Regions from separate parts of the Rattus norvegicus genome. Here region 1 is linked to region 2. Evidence: chromatin contacts called from public Hi-C data. All regions are on one chromosome and are shown on one strand. The core of a region is the stretch at or near the end of the contact, and the rest is flanking DNA. Distances in the headings are between cores, read along the strand shown. Region 1 holds the start of Cnot11 (CCR4-NOT transcription complex, subunit 11). Region 2 holds the start of Pdcl3 (phosducin-like 3).

What was found. Hi-C and Micro-C count contacts between places; a contact is called where the count stands out from the background.
Region 1: a Hi-C map of mammary epithelial cells shows a contact between it and region 2, with 4 times the contacts expected there. The contact joins the promoter of Cnot11 here to the promoter of Pdcl3 in region 2. A contact is called at or near these places in 9 of 12 Hi-C or Micro-C datasets (the A7r5 cell line, the Rat2 cell line, Schwann cells and 6 more).

What each region holds. Positions count from the first base shown.
Region 1 is chr9:49,308,289-49,315,702 of GRCr8, reverse strand. It overlaps Cnot11 (CCR4-NOT transcription complex, subunit 11), which reads right to left and starts at 5,079. Exons shown (of 7, transcript NM_001108794.2): 1 at 4,512-5,079; 2 at 3,375-3,539; 3 at 2,569-2,721; 4 at 1-131. The coding sequence starts at 5,007. LOC134480362 (a long non-coding RNA gene) reads left to right here and starts at 5,216. Exons shown (of 2, transcript XR_010054765.1): 1 at 5,216-5,427; 2 at 6,351-6,901.
Region 2 is chr9:48,728,224-48,734,667 of GRCr8, reverse strand. It overlaps Pdcl3 (phosducin-like 3), which reads right to left and starts at 4,585. Exons shown (of 6, transcript NM_001025709.1): 1 at 4,503-4,585; 2 at 1,108-1,237. The coding sequence starts at 4,508.

The DNA.
Region 1 (7,414 bases), core at 3,830-6,329, 580 kb before region 2:
GCTATTCTTCACACACATTGACCTGTCCCATTGAATGGCATGCTCGGGTTCTGTAGGATTGAGCCAGGCCAGTTCATCCTCACAGATGTGGAGAGGTGGTGGTGGGCGGATGAACTCTGGGCGAAAATGACCTATAATGAGAGTAATACAAGACTATCAGCAAGCTAACATTTACACACACCCTATATGCATTTAATCAAGTACAAGAATGCCTTTAACAAGGACACATTATAAAACATGCTTCAAATAGTAATAATATAAGATCAGAGTTCTGCTCAAATTATAACCAACACACACACACACACACACACACACACACACACACACACACACACAAACACACACACACACACCAGCATGATGCCAGATACCAAATCTGTTTTTTAGAAAGAATTAAGGTTTTTTTTGTTTTTTTTTTTTCCCGGAGCTGGGGATTGAACCCAGGGCCTTGCGCTTGCTAGGCAAGTGCTCTACCACTGAGCTAAATCCCCAACCCCATGAATTAAGTTTTAATGCAAGCATATCCACTTAGGCTGAGGACGCAGATGTCAACTTGGCTGATGATTATGATTGTTATCTTTTTTTTTTTCCTAATTTTTTTTTTTTTTTTTTTTTTTTGGAGCTGGGGACTGAACCCAGGGCCTTGCGCTTGCTAGGCAAGCGCTCTACCAGTGAGCCAAATCCCCAACCCTTGATTGTTATCTTAAAGTCTCATTATGTCCCTGACTATCCTGGGATTCACTATGTAGACCAGGCTACCCTCAAACTCACAGAGATCTGCCTGCCTCTGCTTCCCAAGTGCTGGGACTAAAGGTATTGTCACCATACCTAACATAAAATTAAAATTTTATGAGCCCCCCAACCCCCTTTCTTTTTTTGGCCCCTAGGGTCTCAGAATGCTATACATCGTGCTTGGGGCTATCCCCACAACTCAAGGTTGATGTGTAACTCATCAGTACTTCTGAACTAACATTGTCCTTCATTCAGTAGCTACACAATGAGACCTCATCTGACAACACCTGAACACACAGCTTGCCCCAGTGGTGTATTATGTTCTTATATATAACACATGCAGCCTAACTCCAGTGACCCACAGTGCTATACACAAACAACCACGCACAATAAGACAACTTTACTATAAATCTCAGTATTTAACACGATAGACACCCAGTCCTCTATCCAGCTGTGCATCCTGCCTGCCTGCTAAGCCCCACAAAAGGCCCAGGAGATAAGAACTTCGTAATTTCCACTACACTGGGGTACAAGAACTCCCTCTCCCTGCTTGATTTTACCCAGTCCCATCACAGCCTTCCGGAGAGCATTTTCCACACAGGACAGAAGGTAGTTCATTGTATTATGGATCCCACTATCAGCCGAAGTGGAGATCTGGCTTGTTCCTGGCAAAGGATCACCAAGCCAATTATCTCCAGGGTCCCCTCACCAGCATCACCAGAGTGAATTCCCGTTACCTCTCCTCACAAAGAGCCTTCAGCACAAGGAAGTACTTCTCCTGAGAGGTAGGGATGCTGAGGTGCAGCTATGCTCAGTTATGCACATAGCTGACCAATGGTCCATGCAATCAAACCCAGAGGCAGGTGGATCTCTGAGCTCCAGGCCAGAGTAAGTTATAGGATAGCCAGGGCTACTTAGAGAAATCCTGTACAAACCAAACCACCACATAACTGGAGACAGGCTTGTAATGAGCTGAAACTGCAAACAGTAAACCCTCTTATGCCACAGAGATTACACCGAATGGAAGTCACATTTGACGTACGCTTCAAAATCCTGGACGTCCTGTGACCAGGGGATGATGCTCTACCCCCTATGCAGAACGTCTTCATCACTCAAACCACCCAGATGGTACCCGTGGGTTTCTGTTTGGTTTGGTTGGTTTCCAGGGAAAGCAGAGTAAGGACTGTCAGCTATGGTCAGACAGACGGATGGAGATGGTAAGACTACTAGGTATAAAAGGACCTCCACTGGACACACGTTAGGGAGACTCATCTAGGGGGCTGGAGACATGGCTGACCTGTGGCATCCTTTCCTTTTACACAAACACTCCTGGGTTTGAACCCAAACACTGTAAACAAACAAAGCCAGACATGGCCATCTCAGTCACCATAGCACTTGGGAGACAGAAGTATGAGGACCAGGACTTTTAGGTCACCCTCAGCTACATAGAAATTTTTAAGGCTACTCTACAGTACATAAGACTGTTTCATTAAAACAAGAACATTCACTTTTGTAAAATCTGAACTTCTATCTGCAGGCAGGCATATATGTATACACATTATGTATGTATACAGGTGTATATGTGTGTGTATGTATACGTATATGTATGTGTACACACACACATATATGTATATCAAACAAGTAATAAACATCCTAGTGTAGAACTAGTGGCTGGTGTTTGCTATACTCTAGATGGCAAGGCAGGAAGTCTGTTATCAGTGAACGGATACCACAGAACCTTAGGACTCCAGAATGCTGCTGGACTGTAAACCTGAGAAAATAAAGCTGGCTCACACACACACCTACTTTCAGTAGGTGGTCTGGACAGACACCTACTTTCGATGGGCGGCTTGGGTCCGCTGACTAAAGACTCTGTGATCCGAGAGGCAACTGAGCTGTCAAACGCAGAGTTAGAGGAGTCCGGGTCCGGGTCACTGAGGATGCTTGGGAAGCTAGCTTTGCTCTGGGTTGGCAGCTCAGACTGACGCTCTGGAACAGATTCAGACAAGGAGCATTTAAAGCACTTAAGCCCTGTGATCCATACCTGGAAGGTAGACACAAAAATCAAGCATCCAAGGCCAGCCCTGGCATTTGAAACTGGGGGCAGGGACAGGGGAGAGAGAACATTTTAAAACTGAGAACACCAGGAACAGAATGGGGTACAAAGTAAATATCTTTAAATCCTATAAACCAAACAATAATAATAGTAAAATAACCCCAAAAGAAAAGATAGAGGGAGGTGGATGGACGGCAGGGAGGTGTGAGACTGAGGCCAGGTTGGGGTCAGATGCACACAGAAAAAGGAAACGGAAAGGAGAATGAAGGAGGGTACTAGGATACAAAGGTGTAATCAAGGTGGGAGCTGGTCAGCCAGCAAGAGCTCAGTTAGAGGCCAGCATGGGCTGCACAGCACATTTCAGGACAGCCAAGGCTACACAAAGAAACCCACCAGGTCTCAAAACAAACAAACAAAAGGGGGGGGAGGGTTGACAAGGCAGGGAGGCCAGGGCAGGATGAGAGAGGATCAAACAAAAACAAGCAAAAGTGTAAATTATATATATAAAAAATCTTAATTTTTTTTTTTTTTAAGTAGAGAATCTCAAGGACCAATAAGAATGTCCCAGTCTCTGGCCCTTCCTTACCTGCCAGGGCTAACTGAAGGCCACTAATATCCACAGACTGCCCCATGTTTCCGACATCCATGAGTGCAATCTGGCGAGGTGTCTTTTTGAACAGCTCCCTCGGGGGTGCCAGCATGAGCTGGGAAAGAAAGAACTTTTCTGGCGGAGTTATAGGAGGCAGAAACCCTGCAAACAAAAAATACATGCCGATTTCTCGACAAAGGCTACTTTTAAATTTTCAAAACTTAACTTTAACAGTTAACTTGACACTTAGCTGTTTCCTGCTCGCCACACTGTGAGCCGTTTCGTTTCTATGAACTAAATGTAACTGAGTTCCAGGTAATCGAATATGTACATTTAGTATACTCATATTAGTCCATAAACAAATATATCACTTGAGACAATGTGGACCTATGGAGACGTCAGTGAAACTTGTGGTTATCAAATACTTTGAGTCCTGCAAAGGCTAAAAACTACAATATGGTAGCTTTCTGAAATGCAGCCTGTGACTGGGAGTACAGCTGTACCAGAGTCCTGGGCTAGGCTCGTGGTATAGAGGAAGTGACCCTGGGTTCCATCCTCGGTACATAAGTTAGGGGAGCATCCTCAGATGTAAACCTGTGCCCGATCTTTGCAATGCTGCAATAGTAAACATTCCACAGTATTGCCCGGGACACATACATGCATCTTGGAACGGTTAATTAGAAACAACTTCATCCTCTGCTCCCATGACATTACAGCAGACCAAGGAAGGAGGGAGGCGGCTGCAAAGACTTTAGATGTTGTATAATGCGGATCTCAACCTGCCACTTCTTCAGGTTCTTAATATCGACTTCTTTACTCAGAGGCTTTAAAAAGGGGGTGGACTCTGCCATTGGCTACTCCGCATACCTCAGGACCTTACCTGAACGAACCGTATCTGACATACTTAAAATAAGTCCAGACCATCGGTGGGCTTGTTCGATGCGTTGGCTTTTTCGATTGGGAGGGATCATCTGGGGTGCAGTGAGTTTGAAAAGAAGCTTGCAACTTCTGACTACCCACCCCCATTTTAGTGGAACAAAGTATGGAAAGGGAGGGAGGGTCGATCCTCTCTGAGGAAGCCGAATATGTTCCCAGCCGACGAGCTCCCACAGAACAGCAGGCTGCGGGTCGTACCTGAGAGCGGGGGCCGATCGGGCTCCTGTCCGCCCCGGGCTGGCGGCGCCGGGTTGAGCAGGTGCGCGAAGCTGGCTGCGAACGGGTTAGCGGCGAGCGGCTCGGTGCGGTACATCTCCCAGAGAAGGTAGAGCGCCGTGAGGCGCTGCGCGGCGCTGGGCAGCAGGTCCGGTTGCTGCAGCAGCATCACCAGCACCGAGCCCAGGCGGAAGTGGTCGGCCTTGCTAAAGTAGTGGTGGAAGGCGGTGGACAGGCCCTCGAAGGTGCTGCCGCCGCCTGCCTCCTCCGAGATGATGCTCAGCAGGCTCGAGAGCTCCTTCGGGGTCAGGCTCATCCTGCCCGCGGGGCCTCCACTCCCTGACCCGGGGCCACCTGCTCCGCCTCGGCCTCCGCTCGAGCCCGCCGGGCCACTCCGGAACGCCGCCGCCTCCCGCGCCCCTCTTGGATCCGCTGAGAGAAGCCGGCCAGACGCCGTGCTCGCCCCGCCACCGGGCATCAACCTCGCCCGCCTATCCTGCTTCCCGGCCGAAAGGCCCTGGCGCCGGCTCGCTGCGTCCCCCCGCGGCCGTAAAGCGCACCCTTCTGCGACAGCGTCGCAAACAAAACAGCGCGTAAGTAAGGCGAGCGGAACGGAGAAACAGCGCAAAGCCGGGCCAAGCCGAGGTTCCGGGAACGCGAGTGGGCGGGGCACTGTGCCCGGAAGTGGGCGGGGCGCCGCGGAGGGCGGGGACGCGTGGACTCAGTAATGTAAACTGTGGTAAACTGTGGTTAAAGCCCCATGGAAGCGATCCTAGAGTGGCGGGTGGCGCCAAGCTATCCCAGTCGATCGTACCTAAGTTATAATTTGAAAAATAGGTCTATCTTGTCCGATATAACATCCTTGATGGCTCATGGTGAGATTACCGGCACCAAGAAGGTAGAGGCAGACGAACCCCTGTGAGTTTGAGGCCAGCTTGGTCTACACTGACAGACCCTGTCTCAATCAATCAATAAGAAAGAAACAAAAATCCGAGAAAGTGTCTCAAGAAAAACTCGTTTTCAAAGTCGTTTGTAGTACTTCATTTTTCTTAGCCTGCCCTAGGGCTCTTTTTCTGGCCACCTTGGCTGAATACTGGAAAACCCTGGAAACTTACATTACAGATGACTGTGAGCCACTATGTGGTTGCTGGGATTTGAACTCAGAACCCCTGGAAGAGCAGTCAATGCTCTTAACCGCTGAGCCATCTCTCTAGCCCTGGGAAACTTCTTTTGTACCAACCTCTTGGTCCAGGTCCCAGACACCACTACCTGCTCCCCACTCCCATGCTCTGGGTGGTGACTAGTACCCACTCTAGAATTACAGAAACCAACGGAATGTCATCAGCATCACCTGCTAGCTACCCTGTGCTAAAAATGGCAAACAGTTCAAGAATTTTCTATTTACCGGCTAAAATCCTTAAGGAAATTTTGAGGAACGGGTGTTGAGTATGGCGCATTGTTTAGTTTGCCGTTAAACGTGTGGAGGGATTCTGCCAATGAACGTTACAATCAGCAGAAAATATAACTTGGCAAACGGGGGAAATGATTCAAAATACCTCTATTATTATTATTAATCAACTACGTTCTCTTTGAGCCCTTTTACATTGATTGTATGCTCTATGACAACTACTCTACAATACTAAAACCCACTCAAGCTAGTTATTGTTGTAAATTATTATTAATTAGTAACTTAAATGTTGGTATAGTATGGGTGCTTCAAGATGTTTGGAGGTATTTGAGCACAGCAATACTAGCCCCAAATAGAGCTGATTTTCATCAAGGTTAACACGGTACCAAGAGCTTCTTTATGTTTCCAATCAGTTTGTTTCTAGGACTTCTATGCTATCCCCACAAACAGAGCACATTTTCACAGTAGAAGCTGACTTCCTCTCCCTTCCTGAGGCTGCAAGTCTGGAGTTATCAGCTCTGCAGTCCACCTCTGAAGCCTCAAGGGGAGAATCCTTCCTAGTCTTGTACTAGCTTCTGGCATTTATCCAAAGCCCCCGACCCCCCTTAGGTTAAAGCTTCTTTTGTTAGGTGCCCCTAATTGTTATTAAGTTTCAAACTTAACGTTAACATATCAAAGCTGACCTGGCTGCTGGCTTCCCCCAGCATCCCTCAGTTCCTCCCTAACTGGACATGGCTGGCATACCCCCTCTCTACCGTGAACTCCCCTTCCAGCACAGGCTCTTCCCTCTAGAATCCAGACATTTTGATTACCAGTTCCTTTGTCCCTTTAGACTCCTGATTGCTGCACATGGTCTCCCCCTCTCCCCACAAGGTCCAGCTCAGTCTAGTCATGTCCACTCTGGACGTCCCTGCCTCTACCTACACTCAACCTTTTATCTACAATAAACTTTCTCCCCACAATACCTAGGAGCAGTCATGTCCTCTCCTTTTTATTTCTTTCCTTCAGTCATGTCTCCTCTAAGTTTCTCTGTGGCCTCCTGCTATGGAAGGCTGTGCTGTCGGCACCATGTGGTTGTTGCTGTTGGAGCAGCTGGAATTACCCTCGCAAGGGGGCCGGGTAGCCTGATGAGCTCATCCAGCTTAAGGATAACCTTTGCTCATGGGTCTCCACTACAGCACATTGCAGTGACGGCCAACTGAGCCACAGACCCTAACTCCTCCTGATTGCAACTGGTATTTTATTGTTGTCCTTACTACTTCCTTATTACTTTATTTGTTATGTGTGTGTTGCTTTGCCTTCTTGCACGGCTGGATACCACGTACATGCAGCATCAATGGAGACCAGAAGAGGGCATCAAATTCCCTAGAATTAGAGTTAGACAGTTGTATGCCTCCATGTGGGTGCTGGGGATTGAACTGGGGTCCTAGGAAGAGCAGCCAGTGCTCTTAGCCTGTAAGCCATCTCTTTTGAAAAG
Region 2 (6,444 bases), core at 3,336-5,835:
TCTACTGCAAGGCCAGTCCCGGCCACTGGTGTAGCTTGCCTGAATTACTGCACTGCTTTCAGACTGGTCTTCCTGCTCCTCCTTGTCTTTGCACTTCTAGACAACATCCACGCTGAAATTCAGGACAGGCCGTTCTGTGTCAGCCTCCAGTAACTTCCCATCATGGCGATAAAGCCAGGCTCTTTCCCAGAAGATTCGGGATCCAAGTGAGGGAGCAGGCCTTTCGGAGACCCTGTGAACTCTATCTACCGCTTTTTCTGACACCAAGACCTGCTCGTGAACTCTCTAAGATCCTAGGCTGCCTCTCTACTGCTGAAATAATTTACCTCACTTCCTTCAGGTCTATGCAGATTTCACTTTCTTACTGAGGCCCCCCTCTGCCCAACTGACAGCGTCAATCCCACCCTCAGACCTTCCTACCTTCCCAGTCTTACCGGTCCCCTGATGCTCTGAGATATAGAGGCACCGACTTCCCCATTATCCAGAACAACACCCAACACACAAAACCCACTCAATATAAGCTGGATACATCTTAAAACATCTTCCTACAAGTGAGCACTCTCATGTGAGCAGGGCAAAAGCATCTCTGACCAACGTCTCTCCACTGGGGATTCCCTGAAGGCGTCGTCTACCAATCAGATGCTTGGCCTCACACATTCTGCTGCTTCTGGGATCGAGCATGTCTGGACCAAAACTGGGGGGAATCTGAGGGAGGTGGAAAGACCTTAAGAAAACCTCTCTCGGCCACCATGCTTCTCAAACATCTTATGCTTCCTCAAATCAGATAAACAATTCTATGTCAGTATTCTTAACCGGGCGGCAAAGGTTAATAAAGTACGACCTCGAGAAACTACAAACGCTAAGAGTTTTAACGTCTAGGATTCTGTGCGAAAGCAAAGCTCAGCACAGAGCCATGTGTTCCTGGGACAAGTGGGGTCTGTGGGTTGCAGGTGGCTCACTCAACACGTCGTCCAGCCACCATGCCCGGTCTTGACGCCAGTGCTCCAGCTCTGCCCGCCAGCTCTTGCCCACAAGTCCGTCTACTCCAGCGGTTGGCGGCTTGCTTCCAACAGACACAGAACAAAGGAAAAGATAGAGCAAGCTCACCCACTGACTGCTGGAGACGCTGCTCCTCCTTTCCCTCCTCCTCCTCCTCCAGCTCCTTCAGGCTCTCCTTAGGGGGAAGGATGCCCTTTTTACGAAGGATGTCATTCCACTCGGTGTCTGCGTTGGGGTCCTGGAAGGGTAAAGAGGAGGCATAAAGTGACAAATGGGGAAGGTGGTGCGCAGGGAGTCGAGCTACTCAGGGGCAGGACCTACAGCCCCCGGTGTAGTCTCCCTGAAGAGCCAGTTTTGTAGTAAAAGTCAAGAAGTGACGGGCAGATCGGCATCGATACTGAAAGCAAGGCTTTGACCTGACTTCTGTCTAGCACACTCATCCCCAAGTCGAACAAATTTTATTTAAAACTGCCATAAGTTTCTATGATATTGCTCAAAGCGAATCTGACCATAAAGCCATGAACTGTGGGGCCGTGGTACCTCTTAAGTCTACCAGTTCTGAGGCCTAGGAAGCTGATGACTAGAGACGCCCCTGGCTTGTCTGAGGTCTCACAGTGACAGGATTCCCTCCATGGATTTTAGGTAGCTAGTTCTGTTGGTTTGTCTTATTGTCAAGGTGACACCAACTAGAGTCATGTGAGAAGAGGGAGCCTCAAGGGAGAAAGTGGCCAATCAGTCTGACCCATACACCAGCCTGTGGGGCATTGTCTTGACTGACAGGTGTGGAAGGGCCCAGTCTACCTCGAGCAGTTGGTCCTGAAATAGATGAAAACGCAAACAGAGCAGATCAAGAGGAACAAGCCAGTAAGCAGCAATCCTCTGAAGGGCTCTGGTCCTCACGCTTGCCTCCAGGCATGCCCTGTCTTCTCTCAAGGATGAACTGTGACCCAAGAAAGCACCATGGAAAGAACCCTCTCCCTAAGTCCCTTTTGATCATGGTGTTTACCACAGCAACAGAAACCCAACGGAGACACTGAGCAGGTAAATTACTGAACTGGGCCGCAGCAACCAAGAAGGAAGCACTAGAGGGCGTGGCCCATGGAGGCTGTAAACAAGCATGTGCACAAGCTGCAGACTGTCATGGAGACAAGCTGTGTCGGGGAATGAGAAGCAGGGTGTTGGTCCACGGGGTCACGGGGACCTAATTCACATGGAGACAGATGCTCCAGAGAGGACGTTTAATTATTTATTCTGTGATGGTGGAATGGAGTCAGACACAGAGAGAAAGAAAATAGCAAGCTTTAACTGTAATCAAGTGTGATTAACAAGCTTGCTTAGGAAATATGAGGCTACACAGGAGTAAGAAAACAAAATAAGAAGCCTCCTCTGAATTGAGACAACAGAGCTAAAACCGAACTATAGATCGTGGGCAGTTTATGTAAACTCGGTCCGAGCTACAATCCCCTGATAGGACAGAGCCTCAATGGATAAGATACCACTCAATGACTAGCTGTAAGCAGGCAAGCCTGTAGGGCATTTTCTTAATTAGTGGTCATGAGGGAGTCCAGCTCATTTTGAGAGTGGCCACCCCTGGGCTGGTGCCCCTGGGGTCTATAAGAAAGCAGGCTGAGCCAGCCATGCAGAGCTAGCCAGTAAGCAGCACCCCTCCATGGCTGCTGCCTCAGCTCTTGCCTCCAGGTTCCTGCCCTGCTTGAGTTCCTGTCCTGACTTCCTTCAATGATGGGCTATGATGTGGAAGTGTGACCCAAATAAACCCTTTCTTCCCTAGATGCTTTTGATCAGTGAGATGACATCACAGGGGTAGAGGCCCTAAGACCCCGGCTCCCGCTGCTGTAGACCTGCTTACCCCTTCCTTTCTCTCAAGGGGTGTACATCTACCAGCTCTCCTTCCCTGAGAAGTGACCACCAACGACACAGCAAACTGTCTTAACCAGACACCTGCACCCTTCAGCTTGTGGTGAAGTCTTTTCACCAGGGAAGATTGGCTAACCCTACATAAACTATGAAAGGTACCTGCTTGAAGCTGGGCCTCTCTGAACAGGCCACTAATTAAACTCTGTGCCGAGAACTTACTTCTCTTTGAGGAAGATTGAGCTCCTCTCCCGAAGGAGAGGAACGTGAAGACCAAAGGATGTTACATTCCAGGCAGAGAGACCCAAAAATGCAAAAGACCCCAAAGCAAAGACACTGTGACATTCTGAGCATGTCTTAAGAGGCTGCAGCAGACTTGGGGAAGAGGAAGACTGAGGCTAGACTGACTTCCTAAACTTTAGAGTCTGAAGGATAAATCTGAGACTAGCAGATACCTGGCCTGCCCCAAAGTCACTCCCGAAGGCCAATGTTTATTAAACACTAAATACTAGGTGTGTCCCTTTGCCTGTGCCTGCTCCTGCCTTTCAGGTGTAGGTGTGGCACTGAAAAGGACACTGCTATCTCTGGCCACCCTGAAAACACCCCGCTTCCTCTGATGTCGGAAGCTAAACAGGGCCAGGCCTGACGGGTGGATGGGGGAGAGAAACTGCCATGAAGTCAGCGAACTGACTAGGGTTAAGGTCTCAGACCTGGAACCCAAATCCCAATTATTCTGGGTCGCAGGTACGCTGATAACAGGGCTCAGAATGCGGTTCAGAAGGATATGAATTCAAAGGAAGGACAACTGGGTTCCAAGATCACTTCTGTGTCACAATTTGGATGAGACAGAGCACAAGAAAGGTGACATTTCCTTTTAGCAAGGTTTCCTTTTAGAGAAGGTGAAGAGTGACGTTTTAAAGCAGGGACCTGGAGAATCTCCAAAGCAGGGGAGCCCGGGGAAGTTAGTTCCTGAGCTTTCTCTTCACCTTCCTGAGCGTTCGACCGGCTTGCTGGATGTATAGATGGCCACCTCCTCCAGAGCCTCTGTCTCTCAAGCCAGAACCCACAACTACATGCTCCATCTACCTTCCATCCAGAAGGCTGGTGACAAAGTGGCTGCCGCAGACTTAGCTCTAATAAGGCTATTTCTATGCCGTTTCCCAACACTTTCTTTGGACTTTTATCTAATACAACCAGCAAATTCCAGCTCAAGATAGGAAAAAAAAAATAAGCTAAGAAGTTCTACCTTTCTTCGCGTTAGAAATTAACAATAGTCGTGGGCCCTAGAGTTCAGATCTGGAAACCAGAAAGACAACTCCATTTGTCAGCTCTAGATGGCAAAAGGCTCGGGGCCTTCATCAGGCCCGGAGGAGAAGGACCCCAGATTTGGGTGCCGCCCAAAGCACAAAGATTTGCGGGACAGGACGCACCCTAGCAGGAGCGCCCAGCCCACGGGTCTGGAGGGAACCGCACCCGCCCTCTCGCAGTGCGCCTGCGCCAGGCCTCTCGCGCGGCCTCCCCGCAGTCCTCCGAGTTCGGTAATTAATCCGGGTAGACCCAGCTCCGGGGCTGGCGCGAGCCCACCAAGCCAAACAACGGCAGCCTTGGGGTCCCGAGCTCCCCACACTCACCTGCATCTTGCTTCCAGAAGTTCCGACCAGCCCCTAGGCCCCAGCCTCCGCTCCTCTGGCGCCTTGTAGCACCGCCCCTTCGGTCTTCGTCCCGCCCCCCAGGAGCGAGCTGGGCCGAACCAAGGAGAAAGAGAAGACTGGAGTCTGCGCCTGGTCTTCAGGAACCCGTGCAAAGGCTGAGCGCCTTTGAGTGACAGGCCGTGACCCCGGTGGGTGGGAGTACGGGGTGACGTCACTCCGGCCAAGCCGGGGCGCTACCATGTTAGGGAAAGCGGCTGGTTGATTGGGGTTGGCTCGAGGTACGCGTAGGTTCTGCGACTCCCCGGGCCGCCAATCGGAGTCTTTTTAGAGGCTTTACCTACTACTCAGAGGCAGAATTGCCTTTCAGTGACCCGATGCTAGGATTAAAAATGACCCCGGGTCACCTGGAGGCCACCCGGCGGCTCTGTTGAATGAGATGAATTGCTCATTGGATTTGTTTACTGAGAGCACACTCTAGCCTCTACGGTTACGGCGTCAGATTTGAGAAACCGGTGGAGGGTAGAACGCCTGGCTTCAAGCCCCTTCACCCTCACAAAAGGAAAAGATCACGGGGGTCATTTTATCTGGTTGACACCAGACTTGTGTGTGTCCCTGAGAAAAGACGCAGACGGCTCCAGAGCTGTCCACAGCATTCAGAGCTGGAGCTGAGAGTACTGGGATTAAAAGGCACCCCACACACCTGGACTACCTTGCTACTACCTGCTTGAGCACACCGCGGACTCCCCACTTTTTGGCTACGCTCTGGAATCACCCAAGAGCCTTCAAAACTGCAGGTGTGTCTGCCTGTGGTAGCTCACATCTATAATCCCAATGCTCAGGAGACTTGAGGCGGGAGGATCACTGAATTTGAGCCCAGGGCTAGAGAGTGAACCTCTGTCTATAAAAACAAACAAACTGCAGTTACACTAAGGCATTATTTCCAGACAACTTAAGTCCTGGCAGCTGGGGGACTCAGAACTGATAATTTCTGGGAAATGATAGGCACCATCATTACTATAGAAAAGAAAATCACATTATCCCGTAAGAAACAAACAAACAAACAAAAAAACCAGAAAACAAAACAAATAGCTTGGATTTAATTTAACTCAACACATTCGAACTAGATTACAGGTCTTTAGAGTGTCTATTAATTTATCTAGCTGTAAACTGTTGTGAATGGATTTTTCCAGTTTCACTTGCAAAATCGGTTGTAGATAGTTTAGCTTGGGGGTGACAACAGTGACTTTGGTTATAAGCTTCTCTCCACCCCACCCAGCAGTAAAGCAGGTGTTGTTTGCCCCTTCCTTGCTTCAGGTGGAGCCACTGAAAGATGTCTCCTGATGTATTGGAAACAATGCTACCAGTTGCATAGTTTTATAGGATGTGTGTTTCAGAACAATCTCCTGTTAATTTGATGCCTTGACTTTTGGTTTTATTGCATTGAATATAACATGAATAAAGTCTTCAACTGAATACACGTGAGAAACAAACTGTTCAGCTGAGCCTTTATTTGGGATTACATCATGAGTTCTGAGACAGCCTCAGCCACAGTATGACACTGTGTATAAATCTTGGTTGACTGGGGAAGGTATGTAAACCTTCTGTGAAGGATGTAGGAAACACTGCATAGTCATTTGGAAGCAGATAAAACTGAAAACCTACTTTACAGCATATACTAGAATTTAAAGAAGAAAAATCACTAGAGGAAAACATGGACTAACTTAATAACTTTTTAAAAGACTGGGTTTTGCTATGTAAACCAGGCTGGCTTTGAACTTATTCTCCTGTGTGGAGAGCTCTTGGGGCCACTTCTAGAAATTTGGTGGGAATTTGACATTTGGCCAGGACACCGAAGTAGGCTCAAAATCTTGATATGTCCTTGAATACCACCGGGATTTTGTTTATCCATTTGTTTGTTCCT